Linked DNA regions of Mus musculus: all the other regions are linked to region 2. The links are chromatin contacts, called in public HiChIP or PLAC-seq maps. All regions are on one chromosome and are shown on one strand. Each heading gives the region's core, a stretch centred on a gene start, on an enhancer-like site or on the middle of the called end of the contact. The rest is flanking DNA. Distances are from core to core; before and after follow the strand shown. Region 1 holds the start of Atic (5-aminoimidazole-4-carboxamide ribonucleotide formyltransferase/IMP cyclohydrolase). Region 2 overlaps Fn1 (fibronectin 1). Region 3 holds the start of Fn1 (fibronectin 1).

The links. HiChIP or PLAC-seq counts read pairs in DNA pulled down with a chosen protein or histone mark.
Region 1: a contact with region 2 is called in an H3K27ac HiChIP or PLAC-seq map of embryonic stem cells, with 10 read pairs. The contact joins the promoter of Atic here to the enhancer-like site in region 2. A contact is called at or near these places in 1 of 39 promoter capture datasets (maxillary cranial neural crest), 17 of 484 Hi-C or Micro-C datasets (the 3T3-L1 cell line, the HL-1 cell line, differentiating spermatogonia and 7 more), 6 of 115 datasets of contacts at active chromatin or transcription factors (the SCID.adh cell line and embryonic stem cells) and 3 of 9 other capture datasets (adipose tissue, liver and pancreatic islet).
Region 3: a contact with region 2 is called in an H3K27ac HiChIP or PLAC-seq map of embryonic stem cells, with 16 read pairs. The contact joins the promoter of Fn1 here to the enhancer-like site in region 2. A contact is called at or near these places in 5 of 39 promoter capture datasets (the 3T3-L1 cell line, frontonasal cranial neural crest, liver and 2 more), 14 of 484 Hi-C or Micro-C datasets (the 3T3-L1 cell line, the C2C12 cell line, the HL-1 cell line and 7 more), 11 of 115 datasets of contacts at active chromatin or transcription factors (cardiomyocytes and embryonic stem cells) and 3 of 9 other capture datasets (adipose tissue, liver and pancreatic islet).

The regions. Positions count from the first base shown.
Region 1 is chr1:71,555,295-71,558,436 of GRCm38.p6, reverse strand. Atic (5-aminoimidazole-4-carboxamide ribonucleotide formyltransferase/IMP cyclohydrolase) reads right to left here and starts at 1,281. Exons shown (of 16, transcript NM_026195.3): 1 at 1,163-1,281; 2 at 814-940. The coding sequence starts at 1,181.
Region 2 is chr1:71,608,080-71,611,033 of GRCm38.p6, reverse strand. Fn1 (fibronectin 1) reads left to right here. Exons shown (of 46, transcript NM_010233.2): 27 at 16-105; 28 at 1,352-1,621. Among named protein-coding and RNA genes, the nearest start is that of Fn1, 44 kb to the left of the region's middle. Within about 2 kb of position 1,428, at least 4 of the 459 cell types and tissues checked have an H3K27ac peak or open chromatin away from gene starts, as enhancers often do. A contact at or near this core is called in embryonic stem cells, where this site is marked.
Region 3 is chr1:71,651,225-71,654,516 of GRCm38.p6, reverse strand. It overlaps Fn1 (fibronectin 1), which reads left to right and starts at 1,283. Exons shown (of 46, transcript NM_010233.2): 1 at 1,283-1,685; 2 at 2,868-2,996. The coding sequence starts at 1,535. It overlaps Apol7d (apolipoprotein L 7d), which reads right to left and starts at 1,182. Exons shown (of 4, transcript NR_040308.1): 1 at 1,131-1,182.

The sequences.
Region 1 (3,142 bases), core at 32-2,531, 52 kb after region 2:
AGAAGGCGTAACGGGGCAAGCAAATACTGGGCAGTGGCGTGGAAATATGAATGACCATCTGAGAAACATTTAAACTAGGCGATAGACAATGCAAGAACTCCTCGTACTTCATCGTAAATGCCACAGCAACAATGGCCTACCCATACCAGCTCCACAGTAACTCAACTGCACCTCACAGGAGCCTACTTGTCTGCTGTCCCTGATGCTCCGGACTCCCATAAGTCACAAGAGAATCCACTGAAGACATTTACTAAGTAAAGGCATTCTTGCTGTCTGAAGCTGTCAAATGTACAGGGGTTATGTACTGCTTACACAAACAAGAGTTATGAAGAGGTGAATAATTTACCTCTATAGGGATTCTCCACAAACCAAGAGTTATAATGGCAATGAAAACAGCCAGGGAACTAAGGTCTTTTTCCTTTTCTACCTTCCAGACCTTCAGGGTCATCTCCTGACATCTCTTGTCAAACCCTTCCCACTGTTAGTCAGGAGATGAGTGTGATCGAGCCACTGGTACTTTCTGATGGGTGAGGCTATGAAGAGGGAGATACAGATCTTCAAAGATGTTACAGTCTAACTGTGCAACCAGTCAAAGCCAGGCCATGGAACCTGAACATTCGTGTTTATTCTGCATAACACATGGCCCTCCGAAGTTAATTTGTTTGCAAACAGTGGCTGGGTGCTAGGACTCTAAAACTCAAGGCTCCCTAGTTCTAACCTAACTTCTCCCTGTGTTTTGTCAGTTTTTTGCATGGCTTTCTGGTGAATATGGTCACAACGTTTTTCTCCCTTTAACGCTACCTACTGCCTTACCTGACTGCCAGGCCAGCATCCCTGATCGCTTTTGCCGTGCCTCCGGAAGCGACCAGACTCAAACCAAGAGACGCGAGACTTCTGGCAAATTCCACGAGGCCAGTTTTGTCAGACACACTGAACAGGGCTGAAAGAGAAGGCAGTTCTCATTACTCGCGGCTTCTGGCACCGAGATCTCCCGGGGAGGACTCCTGGGAAGGGGACTCATGCAACTGCAGGCCCAGGGCCCAGCACTGGGGACACCCAGCCTGCAGGCCGGGCCCGGGGCCTCCCCAGCTCGGCCAGCGGCATGAGTGGGTGGCGGGGATGGTGCAGGCAGGACCCCTATGATGCATCGCGAGGGCCTCACCAAGCTGAGACGGAGCCATGCTGCGTTGGGTCGCGGAGTCAAGGGACGGACAGGCCACGTGCGTAGGCAGGCAGGCCGGACCCCGCGGTTCAGGAAGCAGTGGGCAGGGCGTGTCGACCCCACGTGACCCCGAGGTCCCGCCCCTCCTCCAGTGAGCTGCAGCCTAGGGTGGAAGGCGCCGCTGGGCGGGGCGGCTGCTAACTCCGGAGCCTGGGATCTGTAGCCGCGGGCTTCCTCTTTCCGAACCCAGATCTGGGCGTGGGGACTCGCGGTTCGCGCGCATCTGGGGTGCTGCTGCTGAGGTCCCGGGAGGTGGGGCCGCGGCGGCTGGAGCACTGATTGGGGGAAACTAGCGAGAGGACTAAACAGACCCTGTCTGACGATGTCAGAAAGGATTAGAGAAGCCTTCTGCTATGGTCTCCCTTTTACAGGTCTGGGAGACCTACGCATGAAGTCATTGCCTCCACAGTTGAGAGCCCCAAAGAAGTAAAATGACCGTCATTTGAAGTTTTTCATACCACATTATAAAATGGCCTGGAATTTACATCAAGATCACCATGTGTAAAATGCTCTTTTCCTTCAAGCCCAGGTGGCAGGAGTAAAGGTTTCAAGACTTAAGTTATTAAAAATAGGAATAGCAAAATTGAGCTCATCTGCTTCTTTTTAATAAAAGTGACACCTTTGGCACAAAATAAACATATCTTGCTGTATACACAGCCCTATTTTTTTTTTTTTTCCGAGACAGGGTTTCTCTATGTATTCCTGGCTGTCCTGGAACTCACTCTGTAACCAGGCTGGCTTCGAACTCAGAAATCAGCCTGCCTCTGCCTCCCAAGTGCTGGGATTAAAGGCATGTGCCACCACTGCCCGGCTAACAGCCCTATTTTTAACATTAATGTTTAGAATTAATTTTTTGATTATGTTTTCTTTTGTAATGTTCTTTAATACAATTCCAAAAAAGAACTTAAAAATTCTATAAAGGAGCCTAAAATTGTACAATTCTATAGAAAGCTTAGCTTTTTATTTCCAGTCTAGTCTCCCAATCTGTGCAAAGTCCATTTTCCTATTATTTGGATGCTAGTCTGCTTCTTGTCTTTCCTCTCTAATAGTCCAATCTCTTTTTCCTTCTCCAAATATCTATTGATCAAATATCTATCTCATTTTTCTGACCTCAGAACGTGTTAACTCCTTGCTCTGAACACCTCTCATGTTTCTAAGGAAGATATATTAGGATCATGAGAGTGTCTTCAGGATGTGTTCACAACTTTCAATGTACAGAGGTGAACAAGGTTCAGAAAGATCATTGCAAGTTTGGAGCTAGTTTGGTCCACACTTTAAGTCCCATACCTGCCAAAGAAACAGCAAGACCTTGTCTCAAAAATGTTAAACAAACAACAAAAGGTGACAGATATTAGAATAATTAGTTCCACGCATATAAGATTGTAATCAGCCTTTAGTTAGCTACTATAAGAGGGTATGAAATAGTCAAAATTCAGGAAGAACAAGTGAGTGGCTCAGTGGGCAAAGGTGTTTCCAAGAAATATTTCTCTTTATCTTATCTTTAAAATTTTATTTTAAGTATATGGGTGTTTTGCCTGCGTGAAGGTTTGTTTACATGTGTGAGCCTGGTGCTCCTGGACTTCCAGGGGACTTCCCTGGCCAACCACATTAGATTTCTACAGGAACTAGAAAGCAGAGAAAGCAATAAACAATAAAAGGAAATAAACAGCGCTTAGACACTAGACATTTTCCACATTGAAAAAATAATACATAGGCAAATATTTAGCCCTTTCTCCCGGACATAAAGAAGGAAAGCTATGACCTCCTTACCTGCCCAGGAGCTCAACTTGGGAAGAAAGTGCAGACACATACCCTGGGGCAGTAAGAAAACACCAGTTAAAAACAAACAAACAAACAAACAAACAAAAACCAAGGTATTAAACTGAATTAACTAGGGCTTCTGGTAACAGGGCAAGACAC
Region 2 (2,954 bases), core at 179-2,678:
ACTTTGCCTCTTCAGATCTCCTGCCTGGGACAGAATACTTAGTCAGTGTCTCCAGTGTCTACGAACAACATGAGAGCATCCCTCTCCGGGGAAGGCAGAAAACAGGTGAGCCACGTTAGCTACCAACGTTAAGCAACAAAATGATAGGTTGAGTCTATAGTTGCATCTCCACCTTTTGTGGCATTGATACATTACTTTTAATTTATTAATTAATTTATGATGACAATAATTAATTACAACTAATTAATAATTAATTTTAGTTATTGTAGAGTAGTGGTTTTGCCATGGTATTTTCACATGCTCTGTTGATGTTCCTCTTCCGTTCCTCTCCTTGCCCCCTGTCATCCTTCCTGGTCCCCTTTCTCCCTGTAGTAATGTACAGCCCCGTTTTCACTCTCGTCATCTTGTCACCTCTATCCTATGACCCTTTTCACTTTCTACCCTCTCCGCCTTAAAGCACCTTCTCTTCTCCCCACATTCCTTTTTCTAGTTTCAGGACCTTTGCTCTGCACATACATGTAGATGCTCTATACACACATATGAAAAATTAAAGCTAGGATCCAGGTACCAGAAAACTCCACTTGTCTTTCTGAGACTGGATTGCTTTGTTTAACATAATAATGTTACTTTGTTTAACATAACAATAGAGTTCCCTGGTTTCCTTGTGAATTTCACTGGTTTCTTGTCTTAGTTAAGGTTGTTGTGATATTTGTGAGGAAACACCATGATCAATAGCAAACTGGGGAGGGAAGGGTTTATTCGACTTACACTTCCACACTGTAGTCCATCACTGCAGGGAAACCAGGACAGGAACTCAAGCAGGGCAGGAACTTGGAGGCAGGAGCTGATACCCGGGGCCATGGAGGAGTGCTGCTTACTGACTGGCTTCTACCATGACCTGCTCAGCCTGGTTTCTTATAGAATCCAGGACCATGAGCCCAGAGAAGGCACTGTCCCGCCCACAGTGGGCAGGGCCCTGCCCTGTCAATCACTGATAAAGAGAAAGCCCTACAAGCTTGCCTAGATCTTACAGAGGCATTTTCTTAATTAACGACTCCTTCCTCTTAGATAACTTTAGCTTGGTCAAGTTTATGATATAAAGCTACCCAGAACAACGCTGAAGCCCTCAGAAGTATCAGTGTTTCGGTATAATGTAGAAATCGGCTATAATTTTACATATTGTTTCAATTACTTTTAAAAGGAAAAAAAGAAAGAAATGCTTGTGTAAGCTGATTGCGGTCAGCTATCAGTCCCGTATAACAGTGTCAGTTGCGTTCCCCACATCCTCCATCCTCGATGTCTAAGCTCGTGGTTGTTGTCTTTTGCTCCCCTCCTTGGGTGGGAAAAACAGGTCTCGATTCCCCAACTGGTTTTGATTCTTCTGATATCACCGCCAACTCATTCACTGTCCACTGGGTGGCTCCTCGGGCCCCCATCACCGGCTACATCATCCGCCATCACGCCGAGCATTCTGTCGGAAGACCCAGGCAGGATCGAGTGCCGCCCTCGCGGAATTCCATCACCCTCACCAACCTTAATCCGGGCACCGAGTACGTTGTCAGCATCATTGCTGTTAATGGCAGAGAGGAGAGCCCGCCACTGATTGGCCAGCAAGCCACAGGTAATTTTGTTTTTTTAATCCGCAAAGAAATCCCTTGGTGTGGACTTTGTATAGGTTTGGTGTAGACTGTGAAAAAGCTTCATGTTAGACACAAAGAGCAGTGGTGGAGCCAGGCGCAGCTGTGCGCGCTCATGCACGCAGGCACGCGCGCACACACGCGCACACACACACACACGCACGCGTACGCACACACACGCACGCACGCCTTTGATCCCAGCGCTTGGAGGCAGGTGGATTTCTGGATTGGAGGTCAGCTTGGTCTACAGAGTGAGTTCCAGACTAGCCAGAGCTACACAACAAGATCTTATCTCAATAAAAAGGGAAAGAGGACAGTGATAGACTGTGTGGTAAACATTTCTCCCTCTAAAAACATATTTATTTCTCTGAGAGATTGTCACCTGGTTCAGCTATGTTCTGGTGTTTTTGCTGGTCAGTCTTTATTTATGATGGTTTGAGAGAGCGTCATAGCCCAGACTGACTCAGAAGCTGGCTCTGTAGCCCAAGCTTATCTAAGATACTTCGCCTTGACTTGTGAGTGCTGGAGTTACAGGCATGAGCTACTACTACTCATGGATATTTACTGGTTTTTAAGAAGGTTTCATACAAAACCATAATATGGTACCAAAGTTACTGTAAACCTATGATTTTTGTTTCGTTAGCTGGGCTTGGTAGCACAGATGTGTAATCCCAGGTACTTGGGAGGCTGGAGCAAGAAGGCCATCCTGGGCTACTGTGAGTTCAAAGTTAGCCTGTGCAATTCAGTGAGGCTCATCTCAAAGTAAATAAAAGTTTTTTAAAGGGGTGCAGTGGATGTAGTGTAGTGGTGGAGTGCTCTGTGTGGCGTGAGTCAAGCCCTAGATTTTGGCTTTAAGCACAGATAGATATATTTTCAGTGACAATGACTGGGAGACCTGTTATCAGAACAATCTGTAGCTTAGCTGTGAATAGGGGCGTGTGTGACCACTATTTCCAAATAACACATAGTTAAGGGTGCATGGGGTGGGATCTCTGTGAGTTCCAGGCCAGCCTGGTCTACAAAGCGAGTTCCAGGACAGACAGGGCTGTTATAACACACAGAGAAACCCTGTCTTCAAAAACCAAAAGAAAAAAGAAAAGTGCATGGTGAGTGCTGCTGTAGTTTTTATAACTTCTGTGATTTAAATTATTTCCCAAAGAGACTGTTGAGGAAAAAAGGAATTCACAATTGGGATGGTCTCCATAGCCCCTTCCCTTGACCTCGCCATAGAATTTAACTCTGCTAATTCAGTGTTGCATTTAGATTTTTGTTTGAAGAGGATGTGTGTAATCGTTATCTGGGAAAGGACAAAGTGAA
Region 3 (3,292 bases), core at 34-2,533, 44 kb before region 2:
AAAAAAAAAAAGACCAACGTGTTAGAGCTGCTGGCTTCAGGGGGACGTCTCCTATTCCCTTTTCAACTTCAGTAGTGTAGGAAGTCCAGAGAATTTTCAGTGGAACTTTATACATTCTTGGAGCAGATAACAATTGAAATATAAAAAATCTGGCAGCGGGGGAGGGGTGGATAGTGGAATTCTGCCATGACTGCGAAGTCTGAAAATAAAATAAAATAAAATAAAATAAACGCCCGGACACATGCAAGGGGATTCGGGGTAAAGTCTGGAGGGAGGCAAGACATTAAATCTTTGTACCCATCCTCACCCCAACTCCCCCTTCAGAGGCCACCTAGGTTTGAGTGCAGATGGCCCAGTGAACGTGGCATGGACGGGAAGGGTCCCCCCGCCCCCCTTCATCAGCCAGTTCAACTTTTCCCCTTCTTAAGCTGTTCACTACTGCCCTTTTAAAAGAAACGGGCACCCCATCCCCAGGAAAGGAAAACTGTGCTTCACGACTTAGAAAAGAAACTTTCTGTTGCTTCCTCTTAGAGAGAAACTTGGTCCTGTGAGTTTCTCTGGAATCTGTAGAGCGCCGCGCGGAACCGAGGGCTGTGGAAGCTCAGGGAAGGGGGTCACCTCTGCCACGCGCTCACTCTCTCCCAGGCTCTTCCTTGAAACCTGGCAGGTACTGCGTGGAGAAACCGAGGTCTGAGCCTACCTAACACCATAAAGGCAAAGATAGGGGACCCTAGGCGGCGCCCAGGACCCAGGAAAAGCACCCAGAAGGAGCCGCCCCGCCCCGGGGCTGCAAAAGTGAAGTTTGGATTCCTACAGGGACAAGGTGGTGGCCACTTTATGACTTTTTCCCTTCCCACAAAATACACTCTGGTGTGCACAGACTTTTCTCAGAGGTGACGCAATGTTCTCAAACACCACCACAGCCACCAATTTAAAAAAAAAAAAGTTAAGAGATGAGGGGGGTAAGCCTTACCACCCCAGGCTTCCTTAGGCTCCAGCCCCTCCCTCCCTTTCCTTCGAGTCTACATCACTTTACAGCCGTTTCCCATCCCTACCCCCAATCCTCCTCCCAAAAGTTTGACGACCGCAAAGGAAACCAGAAAGGGGAAAAAAGTTCTCTAGTCCCAGACCTGGCGGGAGATCAGCATCTCTTTTGTTCGGGGCGAACCCACCGTACCCCGTGACGTCACCCGGACTCTGGGCCAATAGGCGCGCGGTCGGCGGCGGCTGCGGCGGCAGGAGGGGCGGGAGGAGTCGGACCGGACCCTCCTCCCCGGCGCGCAGGGCCTCGTGGGGGGCGGGAAGGTACTGTCCCATATAAGCCTCTGCTCTTGGGGCTCAACCGCTCGCACCCGCTGCGCTGCACAGGGGGAGAAAAGGAGCCCAGGGTGTGAGCCGGACAACTTCTGGTCCTCTCCTTCCATCTCCTTACCGGCGTCCCCACCTCAGGACTTTTCCCGCAGGCTGCGAGGGGACCCACAGTTCGTGGCCACTTGCCTCCTGGGGAGGGCGACTCTCCTCCCATCCACTCAAGATGCTCAGGGGTCCGGGACCCGGGCGGCTGCTGCTGCTGGCAGTCCTGTGCCTGGGGACCTCGGTGCGCTGCACCGAAGCCGGGAAGAGCAAGAGGCAGGCTCAGCAAATCGTGCAGCCTCAATCCCCGGTGGCTGTCAGTCAGAGCAAGCGTGAGTACCGACAGTCTGGTTCAAACCGGCCGGCGGCAGGGATGGGTTGGTCCTCAAGCGCCCGCTCAAGTTGTGGCTAAAGTTTTTGCGCGCGTGCGTGGCTGTGCGAACGTGTGTGAGTGCGCGCTTTATCGAGGGAAACCAGCTGTGGACACAAAAGGCTTAGGTCTGAACAGGCTGGTTGCTGGTGAAGTGGAGGTAGGGACCGTCTGTTCTTCCCCTCAAGTGCGCTAACAAATTCTACACCTTCAGTTCGCCCTTCCAGGAACCAAAACGTGTGAAAGAGAAAAGAGACACGAACTTACAAATTTTACATCAGAGATTATTGTGGTTCCCCTGATCCTTATTTTCTTTATCAGCAAATAGCTGGTTAAATATTTAACACGGGGAGGAGGTGAGACTATCTAAATAGGTAGTTTCTTACCAACTTGAAAGAGATGTTAGTTGGCTCAGTGCTTTGGGGGGGGGGGGGTAGCCTAGGATTCTTTCCCCAAGAGCAAGGATAGCCATTTCTCTTCCAGTTTTTCAGAGACACACTCTTCCTTTATCTTGGGCTAGAGGAAAATTTAAAAGTTCTCCCTCCTTTTTTTCTTTTTCTTTTCTTTTCTTTTCTTTTCTTTTTTTTTTCTTTTTTTTTTTTTTTTTTTTTTTTTGCCATGATCTCACACTGTAGCCTAAGCTAGCCTGGCATTCTCCTGTGTTGTCCAGGCTTGTGTGTTCAACTTGGGAGCAATTCTTCTGCCTCAGTTTCTACAGAGCTGGGGTTATTGGCATAGTCATCAAGACACCCAACTTAAGTTTTCTTTCTTGTCTTTTTGTTGTTGTTGTTAAGAGTATTGAAGCCCTCAGGATTTAAAAGTAATTTCTATTTCTGGCCTCTCAGAGTGTTTCAAGTCTGCTGAGGTAGTTCCCCTGCCCATAAGGACATGACGTCATTGTATAACTTTTACCCAAGTTAAAAGATAAGAAGGAAAAAACCCCTAAACATCCATCTACATAAACAATGCTTAAATCTTTGATTAGCTAGTTTCCACATCTGAACTTTAGTGGAATATTGCTTTTAAGAGTTTTTTTGTTTGTGCAGGCTCACCAAGTCAGTTGGCAAAATTCAGTAGTTTTGTAGGGGAAAAAAGAGAGGGAGGGATGGAACTGTTAATAACTTTCCCCATCAATTCTTCGCAGCTGGCTGTTTTGACAATGGGAAGCACTATCAGATAAATCAGCAGTGGGAACGGACCTACCTAGGCAACGCCCTGGTTTGTACCTGCTATGGAGGAAGCCGGGGTTTTAACTGCGAGAGCAAGCCTGAGCGTAAGTGGAAGGCAGTCTGGGCCCTGGCAGAGATGATGCTCTAAGTAAAACCACATTTGCCTTCTCCTCCTCCCTGCTCCAGTCGCTTGTAATTCCCTCTTATTAGACTTCTTGCACTGGCTTTTCACATGCTCTTACCTCTAAAACAAATGTAATCCACACGAGTCTCCAAAGCCGCCTTTTTATTCTCTTGGAGCTTTTGATTAGAAAATGAGAGGTTTTGCGTGTCTCCCTTCAAAAAGAAAACTTATAAAAGTTTGCTTATAAAAGTTTAATTTATTAGAAAGTGATCTCGG